Regions from separate parts of the Mus musculus genome. Here all the other regions are linked to region 3. Evidence: chromatin contacts called from public Hi-C, HiChIP or PLAC-seq and Micro-C data. All regions are on one chromosome and are shown on one strand. Each heading gives the region's core, a stretch centred on a gene start, on an enhancer-like site or on the middle of the called end of the contact. The rest is flanking DNA. Distances are from core to core; before and after follow the strand shown. Region 1 overlaps Ctse (cathepsin E). Region 2 overlaps Gm16083 (a long non-coding RNA gene). Region 3 holds the start of Mapkapk2 (MAP kinase-activated protein kinase 2). Region 4 holds the start of Cd55 (CD55 molecule, decay accelerating factor for complement).

Region 1 (2,700 bases), core at 20-2,519, 560 kb after region 3:
GCCAGATTGCCAGATTTCTGAGTTCGAGGTCGAGGCCAGCCTGGTCTACAGAGTGAGTTCCAGGACAACCAGGGCTGTACAGAGAAACCCTGTCTCAAAAAGAAAGAAAGAAAGAAAGAAAGAAAGAAAGAAAGAAAGAAAGAAAGAAAGAAAGAAAGAAAGAAAGAAAGAAAGAAAGGAAGGAAGGAAGGAAGGAAGGAAGGAAGGAAAAAAGAAAGAAAGAAAGAAAGAAAGAAAGAAAGAGAGAGAGAGAGAGAGAGACAGAGAGAGAGAGAAAGAAAGAAAGAAAGAAAGAGAGAGAGAGACAGAGAGAGAGAGAAAGAAAGAAAGAAAGAAAGAAAGAAAGAAAGAAAGAAAGAAAGAAAGAAAGAAAGGAAGAAAGAAAGAGAGAGAGAGAAAGAAAGAAAAGACACATAGTCTTCAAATGTGCTCTTGCGCGAAGGTGCGCAAACACCACACACACCAAAAGTTAGTGAGTAAAGGGGAGCCTGTAGAGAAAGACCACCGATGCCAACTCCAGCCTGTACACGCCACGTGCATGCACGCACAGAGAGAGAGAGAGAGAGAGAGAGAGAGAGAGAGAGAGAGAGAGAGAGAGAACTAAAGACTGTCAGTCACTTCTTTTTTTTTTATTTTTGTTTTGTTTTGTTTTGTTTTGTTTTTTTGAGACAGGGTTTCTCTGTGTAGCCCTGGCTGTCTTGGAACTCACTCTGTAGACCAGGCTGGCCTCGAACTCAGAAATCCACCTGCCTCTGCCTCCCAAGTGCTGGGATTAAAGGTGTGCGCCACCACCGCCCGGCTTGTCAGTCACTTCTTGAATCTAATTGGCTCACACAGTGCCTCAACTATCCACAGAAGAGCATGCTGGGCACAGCTCTACTGCTATTGTTGCTAGCAGCATGTACTACTGACCTGGGTAGTATCAGTCAGCAGTGGGAAATGTACGCCTGACATCTGAAATTCAAAAGCTGCCTATCTGTGTTGACAGCAGGGGTTTCCATAGAAATAAGATACTGGAAAAAGCAGCCATCAAAGCTGCCTTGGGAAATTTTCCTTTCCTGTGGAAACGATTTTATGGCTAAAGCTAGCTTACAACAAATGGTTATATCCAGAGATAAACATTTTCTGTTATTTTGGAGTTTGATAATTTCATATATACTTCACGTGGAATCGACCCATATTGTCTATGTTCTTGTTGCACCAACATAAGGCAGGATGCAAATGTGCTCCACTCAGGCAGGGCGTGGCCCTGTGTGTCCCTCCTTTCCTCCCACGGAAACACCTTCCACATCCTGGGGGGGGGGGGGAGGTAAACGTTAAAAGTGAATGATCAGCTGTGAGTGGTGATTTGCATAGTTTTTTTTTTTCCATTGTACTTTTGCTTTGACTAAGAACCCCACTAGGTAGCTCAGGCTAGCCTCAAGATTCCTGTTGGCCCGCTGCCACAGCATCCAGAGTATTAGGGTTATAAGCACCCACCATCTCACCCAGAACATCTTTGTTAAGGTGGGCAATCTCTGCAATGAATATATCTTGAACTAAGAGGGAGACAGAAGAGGAGAAGCAGGAAGAGTAAGAAGGAAGCCACGGAGGGAGTTCCTGCCCCACCTGCAGGGTTGTCCGGCCTCCCTGAGGCTAAAGATGGGGCAATTGGCCTGGGAACTGAAGAGGACAGGGCCACAGGACAGAGCTGAGAACTCTGAGAGAGCTGGAGCTGAGCCTGAAAAAGGATTCTCCTGACAATAGAATACAGCCTTTAGATTCCTCTCCCGTCCTGAGAATGCCTCCCTCCTGTGGCTGCAAAATTCACTTAACTTACAGCGCTGACCTTTCCAGTAATGTCTGCTGTCTCGTAGACTGCTAAAGTGGCTTGGAAAAAACTACTCTGGCATGTGATGAACAGGGGGTTTAGATCATCCCTACTTTCCCAGAATTCTATTTCTATAATGTCACTTATGTCCAGGTCACGCAGCATCTGAGCCTCCTCAGAATCACTTTGTTTTAGCTCAGCCATGTTCATTAAATGCAAAACACACAGGCACTGTAACGTAAGAGGGAAAGACATCTTTAGGACCTTGGAGAGGATCTGCCACTAAAAGGAGCTCCAAGTCCTAGACCCTCCAGTCCTCCACTGAGTCTGACCTACCTTCTCATCACCCGACAGATACTTGAGTCCATTTTTCTTTATCACTTTCTACTTCTGTCAGTTCGTATGAAGAGATCACTGGATCACCTGGAGGGGGCTGGGCCGGCATCTGTGCTCCACTGCCCACCCAAGCCTCCCACAACTTTCCTCTGTAGTGAAACTGTGAGCCCACTCCTGACCGTTCCCGTCCCACATTTTCGGCCCCCACTGTCTTCATCGCAGATACTACACAGGGCATTATCCTGTCATCCTGCTCGGTGAGAGTCTCAGTCAGACTCAGCTTTGCCTGTAGGAGAGGGCCTCTACATTTGTTCATTCTTCTGACTACAGGACAGTAGTCAATACCTTTCTTCTGTGCCATCAGGAAGGCAGGTGGCAGCTTCGGGAGCCCCCAAGAGAAGTACAAGTCAGCAAAAGCTGACTGAGCAATCAGCATTTATTAAGTGCTTACTGTATGCTCCCTGCTTTGAAAGACTCTAGGTCTAAACAGAGATTCACATAAACTTCCCTTGGCAATTTCCAAAAATGCTGGCGTTCTTGGGACTCTCTTGTCA
Region 2 (2,700 bases), core at 143-2,642, 550 kb before region 3:
CCTTGGTTGCTCATCAGAGCTCAAGAAGACCTTACTGCCCCAGACACTCAAGTGTGAGTTGTGGGAGGTAGAGAAGGCAGGCTGAATGGGAGCTAGAAGCTTCCTCCGTGTTGGCTCGCTTTCATGGTGTTAGAAGGGGCCTTAGAAGCTGCTGGTGGAGAAAAACCAGCAACAATCCTACCCAGCTTCTGATATGCCCACCACTCAATATTACAAAACAATTACCTGGGTAACAAAGACTTTTTGGATTTGAAACCTGAGCCCCAGCAGGAAACCCACGCCTGCACAGTGAACTTGGTTGGGCAGAGCCTCCTGCCGTTGTTCCGTTGTTCGGCAGAAGGATTGAGCATCAAGTTGCTTTCTACATACTTCTCAATGAACCACGTGGATTATGGCCGTTCCCAGCATCCATTATGAAAATGTTTCCTGTGGGTGGAGGTTAACACAGAGACCTATTAAGTGAACGGACAACTGGGACATACTCAGCAATAAAAAGGACATCTGTGTCACCACCTCCAAGCCTCAGAGAGCATCGTGGAAGGGGGGCAGCAAGAATGTAACCAGAGGCTGGGAAGGAATGCTTAGCAAGGGAGTCTTCTGATCACACAGCTACGTTCTTACTGGTTCACTGGATTGTGGACACCTGCACAGGACCCACCTAAGAATCTGACTGTCACCATCTCCCCACATGTGGGGCAAGGCTGCTCAGGCTCTATGAACCCTGGGTGACAGCAGGCCGAATCATTGCTCAGGGGAGGAAGTTACTTTCTTTAGTGGTGTGCTAATGGTCAACTCCCCACCTTCCAGTAAACAACCCGCTACTCATGCCAACAAACATAAACTCACATGGTGTTTAAAAAAAGAAAGAAAGAAAGAAAGATATCAAACTAGGAGTGGATTTGCTCCAAAACAGGACTCAGTGGTGGGATAAGAGTGTAATGACGGATTGAAACTGAACGGTTATAGGTACAAAATTGTCAAAAGATAACAGATGAAACAGTGCACTAAAATTGTCTTTATCTTGGTTACCGGGGATTTTTACTTTCCTTCCTTGTTTTGATGCCCACTTCGAATACCTCGCTTGCCTCACCCTTAGCCTGTGGCTCAACATGCAAATCATCAACAACTCAATGGAGCGCGCCAAGCTGTGTGAGTGCAAGGTGGAGGGGTGATTGTCAGTTCTCATCCACCCACTAACTGACCAGGCTTCGTAGTACTCCTTAGCCGAATGGAGAATACTCCGGAAGACTTCTAGAAAGTCCTATCGAATTTTATAGAAAGCTGTGTCTAAGGGCTTGTGTTTACTGTTTTGGTGAAGTGTGCTTTATAGAAAACAAAGGTATGGTAGGAACAAATTGAGCTGCAGTCTGCAAAGCTAAATTGGGCCAGCAGAGTGCGCCAGAACACAAGGAATGGACGCTACTAAAGCGTTGCTTGCCCTCCCTTCCACCCCCGACCCCCACCCGCCTCCCCCAGGTAACACCGAAAAGCCCCATACAACTTCGGCATCCGTGTAAACCGTGGGAAATCCTGAGTTCCTTTACCCCACTCCTCGCGATATAGCACAACAGTAGCCCGGTTTCAAACCCAAAAAGTGCCTCTCTCACACGTCAAGTTTTTCTCTTCCCTTCCCATGTTTCGGCTTTTTAGGTAGTATTTTCATTTTAACGTACTTACAGCCCTTCTGTGCTTTCGTTTTGCTAGGCCACGCATCCATTTAAGTTTGTTTATGTATCTTTTCTCTGCTGGGAAGTCCTTTAGTGCCTGGTTTCCACTTTTAGTCTCTACTATACTTTTGTAACTTTTTGAAGTTACCTTACTGGATTTTCTTTCTTTCTTTCTTTCTTTCTTTCTTTCTTTCTTTCTTTCTTTCTTTCTTTCTTTCTTTCTTTCTTTCTTTCTTCTCTCTCTCTCTCTCTCTCTCTCTCTCTCTCTCTCTCTCTCTCGATTTATATATTTATTATATATAAGTACACTCACTGTAGCTGTCTTCAGACACACCAGAAGAGGTCATCCAATCTCATCACAGATGGTTGTTAGCCACCATGTGGTTGCTGGGAATTGAACTCAGGATCTCTGGAAGAGCAGTCAATGTTCTTAACCGCTGAGCAATCTCTCCAGCCCATCCTTTCTTCCTTCCTTTCTCTTCTTTTCTTTTCTTTTTTCTTTTCTCTCCTTTCTTTCTTTCTTTCTTTCTTTCTTTCTTTCTCTGTCTTGTGTTTTTTTTTAATTGTCTTAATTTTGCACTAAAACAATCTAGTTATTGTTTTTGTCTTTCGTTTTTAAAAATATTTTGAAACTTTCTGCTTTCTCTTTCCAAAACTTTGCTCTCTTCTTTTTTCCTTGTATTTCATCTGTTTTCTTTACTGTTCCCTTTCCTTCTTCCCTCATTTCATTGAATTCCTATTTCAAAATAAGAATTTGGATTTGTTGTCAGTTATTCATATATAGGTGTGGGTAGGTAGGTTGGTGGGCGTGTGTACAGTAAGTGGAGACCAGAGCATCGCATATCCCTGAAGCTGGGGTTACTGGCAGTTAGGAACCACCTGACACCAGGGGCTGGGAAGGGAACCTGGATCGGTTAGGAGATCGGCCATGCACAGCAGGGGGTTCCCCTTTCTCAGGATTAGAAACAAACCACAAACACCTGTGTTTTCACAGAGAAGTCCTTTATTAAGTGTTGGGGGGTGGGGCGCTGGG
Region 3 (2,827 bases), core at 241-2,740:
CCGTGTATGACAACGGCCTCACGCATAACTCAATCTATCTGTACTCTAGAATAGCTGAAACAAAGCAAGTTGTGTGGGCTGAAGGGGAAGAGCAAAATATAACACAGGAAGTACTTTGCTCCTCCAATCATTGAGACACCCCAGGAGAAAGAAACCTGACAAGTGACCTTTAGAGATATGGTGTAACCTGAAACCCTTGAGAGAAGAAAACTTTGCAGTGACCCTGAATGACAGCCTTCCCTGCTTCACTTGGACCTTTTGAAATCCCCATTCTCCACTACCACCGACAGAAGCAGAGACGGGTAGACCCACAGAGATTAAGAGTGGGTTTCCCAAATGCAGGAATAGTATTTCCTGCCTTTGAGTCTCCGGCTACCAGGGACCAGTGTACCAGCACTAGGCCAAGCCTGGCTTACAGACAAGGTTTCCTACGGTGGAGGGAGCAATGGAAACAGCCCGGCGCAAGCCTAAGGGGCAGCGCAGGCCAGGCGCTGGCGGTTCCAGACGATCGCGGGGCACGGAGGCGGGGTCCCCAGTCTCCAGTGCCGCGCCGCTCCGCGCCGACGCGCCCCACCGCTGCGCGCCGACCTCGCGAGGCCGAGGAGAGCGAAGTCACATTCCGGCTCCCAAATAAGGAGTAGGGTTAAGGAAACCTCAGAGAGCGAACTTCTCCAAACCGACCGACCAACCAGCTCAATGAGTAAAGGGCCTTTTGTGCCCGCAGAAAGGAAGGAGGGAGGGAGGACGAGGCCACCGTGTCCTCGGCGCCGGGTAAAGCGAGCAGAGGCCGTCCGGGTCCCAAGAGTGGCCACCAGGCTGGATCCCACTCACACCCCAACATGGCAGTCCCCGTGAGTCCTCTCGGGTGCCGGCCACTCGCGGGGTGACCGGAAGCTGCACCGGATCTCAGCGCGATCCCGGGCGGCCCAGACTTACCTTTAGGGCGAATTTTTGCTGGGTTCTCTTGTCGAAGATCCGCAGCACCTTCCCGTTGATGCCCAGGCCAAGCACTTGGCTGGTGACCTTGTAGTCGTCGGTGATGGCGTTCTTTCGGATCTGCAGGCCCGACTTGACGTGGAACTGGGGGAACGGCGGCGGCGGCTGGGCCGGGGCTGGCGGTGGAGGGCTGGGGAAAGGCGCCGGCGGAGTCTGGCCCGGAGAGCCCGACAGCATGGTGCCCGGCGACTCGCGCGCAGAGGCAGGGGCCGCGGCCGCCCCCTCCTCCGGCTCGGGCCCGGGTCCCCGCCACGCCCCGCCCGGCGGCGAAGTTTGCTCCGGGCTGGAGCCGGCTGCCCCGCCCCGGCCCGGCTCCAGGCTCGGCTGGTCGCGGGGCCCCGTGGGTCCCGCTGTGCGCCGCGGGCGCCCACCAGCCCTGCTCCCTCCCCCCGGAGACGTGCGCTCCGGGGAACGCGGGACGGCAGGGCCCGGCCGGAGGAATCGCCGCGCCGAGAAGTACCAGCCCGGGGGCGGCGGCCGCGTCACAGGCTGCTCGGCGTCCTGGGCTAGTCCTTAAAGGGGAGGATCGAGGGTGGGGCTTGACTGGGAGGCGTGGACATGGGGGAGGGGTGGGCCTTAAAGGGGAGGAAGTCCAGTGGCGGGAGAGCTTAGGGACTGCGAGCAAGCGGGCTTGTGGAGGGCATCGAGACATCCTAGTTCTTAACCCGGGCCGGGCAGAGGGGAAAGGGAGGAGGGCAAAAGAAAAGCTGCTGGATAGTTCAAACAAAACCCTCACTCCTCCAGCTGCTTGGATCTAGAAGACAGGTCATCGGAGAATTGGAGGAGATGTATTTTGAAAGAAACGGATAATTGATAAGAATCTTTCTACGTGGACTCTGTGGGTGGGGGGTGAGGGGTACCCGAGCAGAGCGAGAATCCGGGGGCCAGGACTGGGGGAATAAGAGAGACTATTCATCCTAGGATCAGGTGTCAGGCAATAGTAACAATTTCCTTAACATACTTGTGAGTTTTACTTTTTTTTTCTCTCATGGACTTACTGGTTTTCACTGAGAAGAATGTACTACTGTGATACCACGAACAATTTAATTATTATGAATTCGAACATATTTTTATATAAACCCAAAATGACCCAAGATGGAATGGGGCACTCTAGCCACCTGTTATCCCGGCTATATGCAGGAGACTGAAGCAGGAGGATAACAAGTCACAGGGCCAGCCTGAACAACAAAGACAGACTCTGTCTTAAAATACCCACAAACTTCATGTCTCTCTGGGAGGTACACTTATACATTTGTGTTCTTAATTCATTGCGATTATAGAGCAAGGGGAAGGGCTGGGAAATGGTTCTAGAGTTGGGGAAATGGTCCCTGCGGCCATAGCCAATAAGTAGTCCTGAAGCAACCTAGTTCTAGTACAAATCTCTGGGCCTAACTGGCCTGTAGCACTGCTGAGATCCACAAGGGTTTGACTGTTACAGCAGTTAAGAAATGAGACAAAGGAACAAGATAGATACAAAGCTCTGGTTTACTTACTAATACAGACAAATTAAAGATGAGACCTGACCCATGGTCACACAAAGTCTTTAATATGTCCCAACAAAACTCTGGAGACGAGACAGTGCCCTGAGAAAAGGGCGTTGGAGACATAGCCCAGGATGGCAAGACTCATTTGCTGTTCCCTGTTTAGATTTCCGGAAGATACTTGTTCCAAGGAAGACAGAGATGAACAGGTGGAGGACTGTAGGCCCCCTCTTGAGATCCAACTCACTATGGATCAAGGAGACAAGCGCTTTTTCAGTGCTCAATACTTCTCGCTCATCCCTGTGGTGATAATTCTAACTGGGGGGGGGGGGGGGGGGAGGGGGATAGAT
Region 4 (2,700 bases), core at 200-2,699, 640 kb before region 3:
AGAAAAGAACAAAGCCATGGGTTTCATAGAGAACCCTGGTCAGTACACATACCGTCTAGTATAATGTTCAGATGATATGCCAGAACAACCTAAAACTATATCTTAAAGATAACATAGGGCTATATGTACAACAGATTTTTTTTTTTTGAAGTAAGACCTCAAAATGTCTCCCAAGACTTGTATCCATTACTTAACAAAATAGAGTTGAACAAGACAGATCACCAGGGTGTGTGTCTCAGGGTAATTGCCAAATATATTCACATATAATTTACTCCCTAAACAGTACCTATCATTTTTTTTCTCTACTAGCCTGTACAATAGAAAGAAAAACTCTTAATGAAGAAGCAGGACTTGCCATAGGAAGTACCGCCTTCAATTAGCTCGAGTGTAAACTGCCAACATGTATACCCTGGGGTTTAATAATGCTAGAAAACTATCAATTACCAGTCACTCCAAAGAGGCATAAAAATAACCTCAACGAGATCCACATTCCCAAAACTTTTCAGAAAGAGAAATGAAGAACTTACTCTCACAGAATGTTTCGTGGCTCGACCATTGGCCATTTTCAAGACAGACAACTATGTTTGACTTGTCTGGAACTTGTTTAAAGCCGTTATTACACGAGTATGCCACTTTGCTTTGCTCAGCAAACTTGGAGTGTCTGCCCAAGATTGGCCTGGCATTAGGAATGTCTGGAGGTGGGCCGCAGTCTCCTAGGAAGAAAAGAGCAGGTGTAAAACTGAAGTTGGCAAGGAGCTTTCTTTCCCCAGACCTGGAACAAGAGAAGCAGCAATGGCTCTTACCTTCCTGCCAGGGCTGAACTTGCCCCTCAGGAACTTGGAATGCTTGGACTCTCGTGAACACAAGACAAAAACTAAGTAGGGAGTAAATTCCCACCCGCCTTGAGTCGTTCAGAATCTACTTAATATCCACAGGAACACTGCAGCGAGCAAGGCGCGAGATAAGACACCCGGTAGCTGCTCGCGACCAGTCTCTCACCGGCGCAGGTGGCCAGCCATCTAGCTTCCACCTTAAGAATAAAAGAGCCAGGAGCAGGGTTGGAGATTCGCACTCAACCCTCCCTTTTGGTGTTGCCACGGTCTCTGATCGCGGAGGGGATCCAGTCACAGCCCAGATAGCCCAGCATTCCACCCCCATCCCTCCCGCTGGCCGCCGGCACCCAGCAGCGGAGCCCCCAGTTACTGGGACACAATGTCTGCTGAGCATGCGCCCCCTGGCGGGCAGCCAGCCGGTCGTCGCGCATTGGCCACTCACCGCGTACAGTTGGGGACAGCAGCAACAGAGACAGCGACAGCAACGGCAGCAGCGGAGGCGGCGGTGATGGCCGAGTCCTAGGCGCCCGCCCACGGATCATAGCCCCAGGTAGAAGAGACCTTGCCCGGCTGCGGCTGGAGCTGTTTTGAGCCGCAGTTAATTGAGCAGCTGTGGCGGGGCGGGGCAGGGCCCTCGTCACCCTGGGTGGGGCAGCCTGCGTGCAAGAGGGCGTTCCCTCATTAATGAGGGCGGGTGCCTGGCCTCTAGCTTCACCCAGGGGACCTAGTTGTCCGGCGGGAGTGGGGTCTGGGGTCTGGGGGAGTACCTTCTAAAGGAGGGCGCTTCACTCCCCCAGTACTCTGTGTCAGCACTCTGCTCCAGCAGAAAGCTACCCACACTCCCAACTCTGGTGTGCTGAGTGCTTGCAAAGGGAAGGGTAGGCGCGGTGGAATTCCTGAGCCAGAGGGAGCTGAGAAATAGGGAAACACCCAGGACCCCTGTGGCTTCAGCTGGAAGATGTCAGATGGGAGGGTGGGAGCTGCTGACCAAGAGTGTGTCTCCTAGGTCTCACCATGGTGTCAAAACAGAAAATAGGATAGGATCCAAGAAAACAGGGAGGGATCAGCCTGCCAGAACCGGTCACAAACAATATGCAGAGATCTAGGGAGCTTGGCTGAGGTTTTTCAGACCCTATCTGGGTGAGGAGTCACCTTCTTAGCCCTGGTTATAGATATGGACCAAGGATACCACCTGAATTCGACTTTGGGATTATTTCAGTCCTGCTATGAAATAGAATTCAGGAATAAATAGTAGAGCTTAAGAAAAAGATTTATTTCGTGGTGTGAAGAACAGTGACAAACAAAGCGATCCACACATTGGAATCACACCAGAGCATTAAATTAATTAATTGAAAAAGAAAAGGAAAGAAAAGAATGCAGAAGGTGAAGCTGTGCATGGAATAAACTGAACCTCTCTTGAGGACAGCACTAGGAATTAGGATTATTTGGTATTGGCTGGTCACTGTGCAACCCGGTTTATGAAGCCCCACATGCGTGTGATATCCAGAGTAAAGAGCCATGTACCACACCATGTGTCTCCTGCAAATCCCCACCGGGAGGGTCGAGGTGGGAGGAAGCAGAGGTAAGTTGCCACAGGCCCTCATGTAAAAAGCCCCAAAGTGCTCCCCTTTGTGTGTCTGGGTCTGGTTAGCAGTGTCCCACTATGAATTCCCTTTTTATATAGGTGTTTTACCCAACTGGTGAAATCCCTCACCAGAAACTCAGCCTTCAATGGTAGACCAGTTGTGGGAGTGTTTGTCATATACTGATAACCATTCCTAAAGTTTTCTTGTGGTTCCTTATTGGTTAGTGTGAGCTTTTGAAGAGCAAACTGGTTTTTAACAAGTGTTTTCTTCTGATTCTTGCT

Evidence for each region. Hi-C and Micro-C count contacts between places; a contact is called where the count stands out from the background. HiChIP or PLAC-seq counts read pairs in DNA pulled down with a chosen protein or histone mark.
Region 1: a contact with region 3 is called in a Hi-C map of CD4 T cells, with 2.4 times the contacts expected there. The contact joins the enhancer-like site here to the promoter of Mapkapk2 in region 3. A contact is called at or near these places in 1 of 39 promoter capture datasets (embryonic stem cells), 2 of 484 Hi-C or Micro-C datasets (CD4 T cells and CD8 T cells) and 1 of 115 datasets of contacts at active chromatin or transcription factors (large pre-B cells).
Region 2: a contact with region 3 is called in an H3K4me3 HiChIP or PLAC-seq map of the SCID.adh cell line, with 16 read pairs. The contact joins the enhancer-like site here to the promoter of Mapkapk2 in region 3. A contact is called at or near these places in 6 of 39 promoter capture datasets (the C10 cell line, cranial neural crest, hippocampal neurons and 2 more), 3 of 484 Hi-C or Micro-C datasets (the G1E-ER4 cell line, embryonic stem cells and pro-B cells), 9 of 115 datasets of contacts at active chromatin or transcription factors (the SCID.adh cell line, embryonic stem cells, forebrain and 4 more) and 1 of 9 other capture datasets (embryonic stem cells).
Region 4: a Micro-C map of embryonic stem cells shows a contact between it and region 3, with 3 times the contacts expected there. The contact joins the promoter of Cd55 here to the promoter of Mapkapk2 in region 3. A contact is called at or near these places in 1 of 39 promoter capture datasets (pre-B cells), 1 of 15 datasets of contacts at CTCF or cohesin (large pre-B cells), 1 of 484 Hi-C or Micro-C datasets (embryonic stem cells) and 2 of 115 datasets of contacts at active chromatin or transcription factors (large pre-B cells and pro-B cells).

What each region holds. Positions count from the first base shown.
Region 1 is chr1:131,651,947-131,654,646 of GRCm38.p6, forward strand. The region is part of intron 1 of Ctse (cathepsin E); the gene reads left to right. Among named protein-coding and RNA genes, the nearest start is that of Ctse, 15 kb to the left of the region's middle. Within about 2 kb of position 1,270, at least 16 of the 459 cell types and tissues checked have an H3K27ac peak or open chromatin away from gene starts, as enhancers often do. A contact at or near this core is called in CD8 T cells, where this site is marked.
Region 2 is chr1:130,546,764-130,549,463 of GRCm38.p6, forward strand. All of the region lies in intron 2 of Gm16083 (a long non-coding RNA gene), which reads left to right. It also overlaps a transcript of Zp3r not described here. Among named protein-coding and RNA genes, the nearest start is that of Gm16083, 33 kb to the left of the region's middle. Within about 2 kb of position 1,393, at least 59 of the 459 cell types and tissues checked have an H3K27ac peak or open chromatin away from gene starts, as enhancers often do. A contact at or near this core is called in the G1E-ER4 cell line, the SCID.adh cell line, memory CD8 T cells and 1 more, where this site is marked.
Region 3 is chr1:131,096,353-131,099,179 of GRCm38.p6, forward strand. It overlaps Mapkapk2 (MAP kinase-activated protein kinase 2), which reads right to left and starts at 1,491. Exons shown (of 10, transcript NM_008551.2): 1 at 937-1,491. The coding sequence starts at 1,173.
Region 4 is chr1:130,461,295-130,463,994 of GRCm38.p6, forward strand. It overlaps Cd55 (CD55 molecule, decay accelerating factor for complement), which reads right to left and starts at 1,450. Exons shown (of 10, transcript NM_010016.3): 1 at 1,276-1,450; 2 at 528-713. The coding sequence starts at 1,375.